3 separate regions of the Mus musculus genome follow, and all the other regions are linked to region 2. Evidence: chromatin contacts called from public ChIA-PET and Hi-C data. All regions are on one chromosome and are shown on one strand. The core of a region is the stretch at or near the end of the contact, and the rest is flanking DNA. Distances in the headings are between cores, read along the strand shown.

Evidence for each region. Hi-C and Micro-C count contacts between places; a contact is called where the count stands out from the background. ChIA-PET counts read pairs in DNA pulled down with a chosen protein or histone mark.
Region 1: a Hi-C map of centroblasts shows a contact between it and region 2, with 1.7 times the contacts expected there. The contact joins the enhancer-like site here to the promoter of Agps in region 2. A contact is called at or near these places in 5 of 39 promoter capture datasets (the C10 cell line, frontonasal cranial neural crest, neutrophils and 1 more), 3 of 484 Hi-C or Micro-C datasets (centroblasts, peritoneal macrophages and pre-B cells), 7 of 115 datasets of contacts at active chromatin or transcription factors (bone marrow-derived macrophages, effector CD8 T cells, embryonic stem cells and 4 more) and 2 of 9 other capture datasets (adipose tissue and liver).
Region 3: an RNA polymerase II ChIA-PET map of memory CD8 T cells shows a contact between it and region 2, with 155 read pairs. The contact joins the enhancer-like site here to the promoter of Agps in region 2. A contact is called at or near these places in 3 of 39 promoter capture datasets (embryonic stem cells, frontonasal cranial neural crest and pre-B cells), 1 of 15 datasets of contacts at CTCF or cohesin (CD8 T cells), 1 of 484 Hi-C or Micro-C datasets (nephron progenitors), 4 of 115 datasets of contacts at active chromatin or transcription factors (the SCID.adh cell line, effector CD8 T cells, embryonic stem cells and 1 more) and 2 of 9 other capture datasets (adipose tissue and pancreatic islet).

What each region holds. Positions count from the first base shown.
Region 1 is chr2:75,719,180-75,721,879 of GRCm38.p6, reverse strand. No RefSeq gene overlaps it. Among named protein-coding and RNA genes, the nearest start is that of E030042O20Rik, 14 kb to the right of the region's middle. Within about 2 kb of position 1,404, at least 44 of the 459 cell types and tissues checked have an H3K27ac peak or open chromatin away from gene starts, as enhancers often do. A contact at or near this core is called in bone marrow-derived macrophages, centroblasts, liver and 3 more, where this site is marked.
Region 2 is chr2:75,830,864-75,833,563 of GRCm38.p6, reverse strand. Agps (alkylglycerone phosphate synthase) reads right to left here and starts at 1,387. Exons shown (of 20, transcript NM_172666.3): 1 at 1,053-1,387. The coding sequence starts at 1,351. Gm34861 (a long non-coding RNA gene) reads left to right here and starts at 1,377. Exons shown (of 3, transcript XR_866490.3): 1 at 1,377-1,523.
Region 3 is chr2:75,913,847-75,916,546 of GRCm38.p6, reverse strand. All of the region lies in intron 19 of Agps (alkylglycerone phosphate synthase), which reads right to left. Among named protein-coding and RNA genes, the nearest start is that of Ttc30b, 23 kb to the left of the region's middle. Within about 2 kb of position 1,311, at least 12 of the 459 cell types and tissues checked have an H3K27ac peak or open chromatin away from gene starts, as enhancers often do. A contact at or near this core is called in effector CD8 T cells, memory CD8 T cells and pancreatic islet, where this site is marked.

The DNA of each region.
Region 1 (2,700 bases), core at 155-2,654, 110 kb after region 2:
ATATGATTCTATTTGTGGTATTGTAGAATATCAAATTAAACCATAGTTACCTAAGGTAGACCAGTAGACACCTGGGAAGGAAGAAAGGCAGGAAGAAGTAGGATTAAAATTGAGCCCAGAGCAAGTGTTTTACCTTGGATGTAGTTCAGTGGCATAGTACTTGTGAGACAGCTAGAAGGCCCCGAGTTAGACCCCCAGCAGCACAGGAGGAGCACAGCTCTGGAATGAGAAGTTGCTTATTACCTTCATTAGTGTGTGTAGGGATGTACATGCGCTTACCAAATTATGTACGTCCATCTGTGCCATGTATTGTATGTCAGATAGATCTCAATCTAAAAACGAGAAAACAAAACGTGCCTTGCATAGGTAAGGTTCCGAGTTTAATTCCTATAACCTAAAAAGAAAGGAATGAAGGAAAGAAATTATGTCATTTTTGCATAAAATAAAAAGGAAACTCTGGCCCTCTAGCCTAAGAGTGGATCTTCATTACTTCTTGAGTATGGGCGATTGTGATATTTTATTTCTGGGCTGTTGGGATTTAAAGGTAAAATCTGTATTTAACTCAAGTCCCTCACCTCCCACCCAGCCCCCACCAGCAGGCTACTGCTCACTAAGTATTCAAGTGTTGTTGGTTTTGGGTTTTGTTTTTGTTCTTGTTTTTGTTTTTGTTTTAAATGGGTAATCAACTATCTGGACACTTTTTGCCCAAACATTTTTTTAAAATATCTATTTATTTATTTGTTTGTTTGTTTGTTTGTTTATTTATTTAATGTATGTAAGTACACTGTTGCTGTCTTCAGACACACCAGAGAAGGACATCCTATTTCATTATGGATGGTTGTGAACCACCATGGGGTTGCTAGGAATTGAACTCATGACCACTGGAAGAGCAGTCAGTGCTCTTAACCATTGAGCCATCACCTCTCCAGTCCCTTGCCCAAACATTTTTAAATGTTTTTAGAACATCAAAATGGTTCTAGATAACTTTCCAAATTAATTTTGCAATTTTGGAAACACCCGTGGTTCACAGTATGACGTTACACTTAAGAATTGTAGTTGGACATGTTGTCCGGTTCTTGTAATCCCGGCACTTGGGAGACCGAGACAGGAAGGTCTTTGTAATTAGATGCTGGCCAGAGCTTCAGAGTCAGACTATGTCTTAGAGACAAAAAAACAAAAAAACCAAAACCAAAACCAAAACCAAAAAAAAAGCCAAAAATAGACAAAATCGAAAGGCAGTGTTCAGCTGCTAGAGCACAGAGAAAAAGTATTCTCTATAGGCCTCAGTTTCTCAGTTAAAAAAAAAGAAAAAAGATGTGTCTTTTGTGGTGTGTGTGTGCCTGCCTTCTGTCTGTCTGTGTCTGTGTGTCTGTATGCACGGAGATCAAAAGAGGACAACTTCCAGGAGTCGATTCTTTCCTTCCCACGCGTGGGTCCTGGTGACTGAGCTCAGCTTGTCAAGGTTATCAGCAAACACTTTTCCCCACTGAGTCATCTCACTCGGCCTTCCTAGGTTGTTAAGGGGATAATAATCTACCTATGTCTTTCTTTTTTTCTTTTTCAAAGACTCAAAATAAACCATGATCAGATACAAAGCACATGATCCCTAGTGACCACTAAATATTGGCTTTAGTTTTTAGGTTGCTATTACTATTCATAGGTCTACAGTTCCACTGTGTTTTTGTTTTGTTTTGTTGTTTTTTGCAAGACAGGGTTTCTCTGCATAGCCCTAGCTGTCCTGGAACTCTCTCTGTAGACCAGGCTGGCCTCAAACTCAGAGATCCTCCTTCTACAATGTATGCTAGAAGAGAGAAACCTCCTGTCCTCATATCCAGTTGCAAGTGAATTGTTATATCTCAGACATAAACTTTTTAGTTTATGAACTCCACAGACAGACATATCCCATCTTTCATTAGGATAGAGGAAATGTGATGGATAGTGTGATCTAGACCTTCCCCAGAGGAAGGAACCATTCCAGGCTGATAGTAAAGGTCACCTAACGGCTAAGCTCTCTAGAAGCATGCAACTAGAGGAATTTAATTTATTAGAACAATTGCAATGGGCACAGCAGCTTATGGTCTCATCAGCATATGCTATACTTTGTCCTTAGACCTTTCCACGGAGAAGAAAATAAAGATCTACAATCGACTGTCTCTCTGGCCTCCACTTCAGAGTTCCTTCATGTGGAAATCCTCTTCTTGTATCTGTTTGCATGCTTTCTCTAGTGAAAAACACTTTGTTGTTCTGCCCTTGGGGAATTAATTAAACAGAATGTGGAAAAGTGGAATCTTCAGGGAACCCTGCTATGAGTGAGCTCAGTAAATACAGCATGAGTCAAGAGACTCCAGAGCCCTGACCTCCGGTGGACTAAGCCTGGGCTTTGGAACCAACCATTTTCAGGATCAGTTTTTCTTGAACTTTCAGCCAGTTACTTAAAAAAAATAAACTGCCATAGTCTAATTTATATTAGAACCAATTACATCTCCTAGATTTGTAGAGAATATTTATAAAAATAAATGCAATAACTCACCCTCACTAGGTTATATTAATCCCCCTCAGAATCCAAAATTTTATATGTAAGTAATATTTAATCTGATCATTTACGTATGGTTCAGTATGGCTCAGTTAAGTATGACCTTCAAAGGGGAACTCAGCTTGTTTGCATGGGATAAACAGAAGACCAAGAGTTGAGAAATGTCA
Region 2 (2,700 bases), core at 138-2,637:
TATTACTTTGGTGCCCTACAGGGAAGAGCACATTTCAGAATCCCTGCATTTCTGGCACAGTGTGTATGCAGTGAGAACTTAATTACATGGGTTGAATTCATGAGGCAGTCCATTTGATTTGCTTTTGATGTGTAAACTGTAACACAGGTACCTGCTACCTGCAGCACACTTCTTAACCTTTTCTTCTAATTTCTTCATCTGTAAAATGGAAGACTACTGCACCTACCTAATACCTTAGGAACGTAGAAGTAATGGAAATAGCACCATCTCCAGCACTTTGAAAGTACACATTCGAGTTAGCAAAATCTTTTTTTTTTTTCATTCTCCAAGTTTTTCCAAACTGATCATCTCAGAAAACACCATCTCTCGACAGCTTTCATCAGAGACAGAGATTCTCCTCCAATGGTCTTAAGGTTTTACAAACATTCCTCATTCAGACTCTTGTCTTTTAGCTTCTTAAAGGATCAGTAGCTGGAATACCAAAGTCTTAAGTCACTAACGCTTGCAGTCTACTGTATCTCACTCACTCACTCACTGGTTTCCTCCCTTAAAGTTAGAATCCATGACCACAAGGAAGTGGTAACCTACCCTACAGAAACCACTCACACCTCTCCCCAGAGTACCACCATCCCACTCCAGCTTGCTAGCATCCAGGCTTTTGAGAATTCGTAGAAATCTGATTATCTAGTGCAATTTTAAAACTCCTCGTCGTAGATTAAGACAATCCTCCTGCTACCCGTTCCAAGATAGAGAATGAATTTCCAGCCTCCAAAACCCAAAAGAGGGGATCCGCTTAAACCCTTTTCCCACTAGGTCATGAAATGTGTTTCCTTCAAAAAGAGACACCAAAATCCGGCCAAGCCATGCCGCCCCTTCCCGACAGAGTCCGGTGTGTCTGGTCCACTCCCAGCCCGCAAGCTGATGTACTCTCAGGGATCGGAATGCCTTCCGCCCACCCTGCCAACTCCCTGCCCACTCCCGTGCTCTCCTCTCCCACAGCCCAGGCCGCTCACGGCCTCCCGCCGCCAGCTCCATCCCGGGCCGCTACTCACCGCTTCTTGGGGATGGTGCCCGACTCTGGTGCGGCAGGAGTAGCGGCGGGCGACGCCCCGGCCGCCGACGCGGCTCTCCGCGCTTTGCACTCATTGGTACTCGGAGCCTCCTGGGGCCGGCCCAGCAGATGGCCCGACAGAACCCGCAGCCGCCGGCGCGCGCGGCCCGCGTCTGGGTCCCGCTCGCTCGCGCCCGCCTCGCCCGCCGCCGCCTCCGCCATGGCTTCCGCCTTGTGCCGCCGCCCGAGGCCGCTGGGCTCGGGTGAAAGGTCACTCAGAGCGGCGCCCCGCGCGACCATTCGCTGCGGCGCATCCCGGCAGTCACCGCGGCGACTGGCGGCAGGGGCCTTGCGCCTGGAGCTTCAACGGGCTCTGTCCCCGCCCACAGCAGCTTCGCCCCGCCCCTCCCCGCCTCGGCCACGCCCGCCGCCGCGCCTCGCCACGCCTCGTCCTGGCGTACCTGCAGAGCAGGTGAGTTCCAGCGGAGCCCGGATTGGCCCAAAGGGGCAGGAGGAGAGCCAAACTACACAGCACACCCGCAGTTGCCAAACCTATGGGTGTGGCATCTTGGATGTGGCCCGAGCGCCCGGAGGCTATTTTCTGGAACAGATGCCTAGGAGCCTGAATAGTGAGTGGGCCGGTGGTGCTGCTGATCTGGCAATGGAGCCAAACCTGGTGAACTTCCCCTAGGTCAAAACCAATCCTTTAAGCGATAGAGCCAGTGCCCCATCAGTCTCTAGGTGTCTAGCACTGTGTTCAGCACTCATGTGGAAGTGAGAGGACAACTTCCAGTTGTCTCTTTCCACCATGTGTATCCAGGGCATCAAACTCGGGTCATCAAACTTCGTGGCAAGTACCTTTACCTACTGAGCCGTCTTGCCCACAGGCTGTATAAAAACCACAGCCTTCAATCTAATGGTTGTTTTTTTTTTTTTTTTTTTTTTTTGGTTTTTTGGTTTTTTGGTTTGTTTGTTTACGTGAAAAAGTGTTATCTGCAAAAATACCATTGAGTTCGTTTTGTGTTAGCCAACAACTCCTAGGCATGGGGCCCACTCTGAAGTGTGGTTAATATACCTAGTGAGACTCCACTGGCAAAAAGTACTTTTCTTGTGCGGATGGGTACCAATTTCAGATAGCTTTTTGGTTCATGGTGGGACGCTGTGTCCACTTCAACCTCTCAGCTCTAGGATTCCATCTGGCTTGATCCCCTGTACATCCTTTGTGTGCTGTCACAGTTTCTGTGAGTTCGTATGTGAATTAGTTCTGTTGTATACAAAAGACACTTTCTTTGGAGTCATCCATCAGCTCTGACTCTTAGAATCTTTCCTCCTCTTCTGTGTCGATCCCTGAGCCTTGAAGGGAAGGTGTTGGGTGGCTTAGCATCTTTTTATACTTGATTTTTTTTCCAGATAATATAAAAGCTATAAAGGCCTAGTAACATCTATTTTGTGCATCTACCTAAGGTCTCTGTTGAATTCTCTTTGCTCTTCTGACTTTTAAGTCCATGAGAGCTCTGTTTAGGTGACCATCCTCTCACCAGGGCAAACCTGCTCCTGCAGGGTGTGACTGGGGCTGGATGCATGACTAAGAGAACAGATATGCATTCCTGAACATTTCATAACAGAAGAAAGAGATCCTTTGACATCAT
Region 3 (2,700 bases), core at 62-2,561, 83 kb before region 2:
GACCTCCTTAAATGTGCACATCTTTTCTAAATAAACTGCAAGCCACTCTTCAGTGGTTGGTGCAAAAGATTAAGGAAATAAACCAGAGTTCTCTCTGGTATTCTCCTACTGTTTAAAGATACATGCTACAATGCTTCAGAGCCTCCATGCAAGGCACTGTCCATGTTCTCCATGCACTGCAGCTACATCCACTAGCCAGCCTCTGAGGTGGGAAACATCCCTCTTGGTCTGCAGCCAAGGGCACCTGAGGTCAGAGAACCTGCTTTCCTGCAGTCTCATCAGTAAACTCGGAGCTACAAATACAGGTTTTATGTCACAGGCTATATCCTTTCCTACTTACAGTGTGTGTGTGTGTGTGTGTGTGTGTGTGTGTGTGCGTGTGCACATCCATATGTGTGCCCCTACACATGTGGTGCTTAGAAATGAACCTAGGACCTTCTGCATGTGAGGCAAGTACTCACCTTCCAACTATACTCCATTCATCATTTTAATCCTCATCTTGAGACAGGACCTCAATATAAATTGCTAAGAAAGACTCGAACTACCTCAGCAGCCCAAGAATGACTTAAGCTTATGATCTTCCTTGAATATAGAATCATATTAATGAAAAGGTCCGTTTACAGTATTTCTGTGAAAGTGTGTTAGCAGAGTCACTTAATCAGCAGATTACAATAACATTCATTTCTCTGCATATTATTAAGTGTTCCTTATATACTTTGTTTTAAAGCAGATGGGCCTGACAATGCTCTCCTATAATCCTCTTCCCTAGGAAGAACTATGTAGAGCAGACACTCAGTGTTCTGGGAACTGGAGAACAGAATGTGACCGAAGTCATAATTCTGCCACTGAACAGGATTCAAACTACACACACGAGCAAGGGAACATTTCTAGGAAAGTGACATCTTTACTGGAGACCTAAATGACCAGGTAAAGGGAGCCACGGAAACATCTAGGAGGAGAACAGCAGAAAATGAGGGAATAGCATGGGCCTTGAGGGGAAAGAGGTTCCATTTGAGAAACAGCAGGAAGAAAAAAAAAATAAAAGAGTATCAGAGACATGGACCACTGCATCACTGAAAGCCTAGTGAGGGGTCTGGGTTTTCTTCTGAATGTGAAGAGAAAATTTGAGTTAAAGAATTTAAATAGAAAAAGAAAGATTCCCAGGCAGCAAGGGAAGGGAGGAAGGGTCCTATGAGTTAAGAGGGTACTTACTGCTCTGTGCCCACAGGAAACAGATCTGAACTAAGGTGGTGCCAGAAGTGGTGACATCTTTTGATTTCTGGAGTCTTCAGGATGGTTCTGCATTGTGGGGCAGAGACTGTCACTAAGGAAGTGGGTGACGGGGCGGGACAGGATGAGCTCCCTGCTGGGGCATTTATAAGACCATATCCTCTCTTGATACTATTATGTGAGTGGTCTGCGCACCTCTGCAGGCCTAGGGTCTTTTTCTAAGCACTACAAGAAATCATGTAGTTTGGAATTTGTTTCCATTCAGTCATTGTTTCTGATCACACAGAAAATACATACTAAAAATGGGATAGAATTTTTTAAATCTCTTAATGCAGCAGCTTCTAAATTTAATATGGAATCAAACTTTGCCACATTCTACTTCAAGCCAATAAACAGAATTTTCTCAATGTATGAAGTCTAACAAATAAAGTCTAAACCTAGAACTTGAAAATATATACAAATTGTATTAGTGGTTTTACTGTATGTATGGTCTGAATAAGAATGGCCTACATAGGCTCACATATACTTGGTGAGAGTACTTGGTCTCTGGTTGGTGAAACTGTTTGGGAAGAAGAATTAAGAAGTACGGTCATGTTGGAGGAGGCATGTCACTGGTGGGGCTTCAAAGGCCTATGCTATTCCTAACATCTGTCTCCTGGTTGTGTTTCAAGATGTAAACGCTTAGCTACTGCTATGCCTGCCTACCTGCTGCCATGCTCCCTGCTGTAGTGGTCATGGTCTCTAACCCTCTGAAACTGTGAGTCCCAGAGTATGTTGCCTTGGTCATGGTATTATCTACAAGAATAGAAGAAATAACTAAGACACTATAACATAAACTGTCCTGAACTGTTTTAGTGCCTGAATTTGAAAATGTTAGATGCCTATAATCAGGAAGTATAAAACCAACAAGAAAGTAAAAGGATTTATGGGCAAGAACTAAGAAAAATTATCTATAATAAAAAAAATTAAAGCTTTTGGTTCCCTTCTGTGGTACTTGTTTAAAAAGTAATTATCTTACATAATGTGCAAATGAAAGAAAAGAAAGAGTTACCACCTTAAAGGAAAACTAATACATATTCTTTTCAAAGGCAGTCAATTTCAATCTTAAAAAGGTTTAAAATGATTTCACATAGTTTAGGCTTCTTGGTATCAGGACAAGAGCACTGAATAACACTCAAAATCTTACACCAGCAATAACAGCTTATATTTTGAATTCCATTTGTAATAAGTTACTCGGCTGCATGTTGAAGAGGATTAAAAGATATTAAATTACACAGATCCCAGAAAACATTTATAGTTTATAAGCATTACTATTTCCTTCATCTTCTTTTCCCTTCTGACAGTCAGACATTTAATATGCTGTGACTGCCTTGGCAGTGCTGTCCGAAGTGAAGAGGAAACTAATATAAAGCAGTGAGCAGGGCACAATCGCATCAGTAGTTTCTGATATGTTGTAATACTTATTCTCTT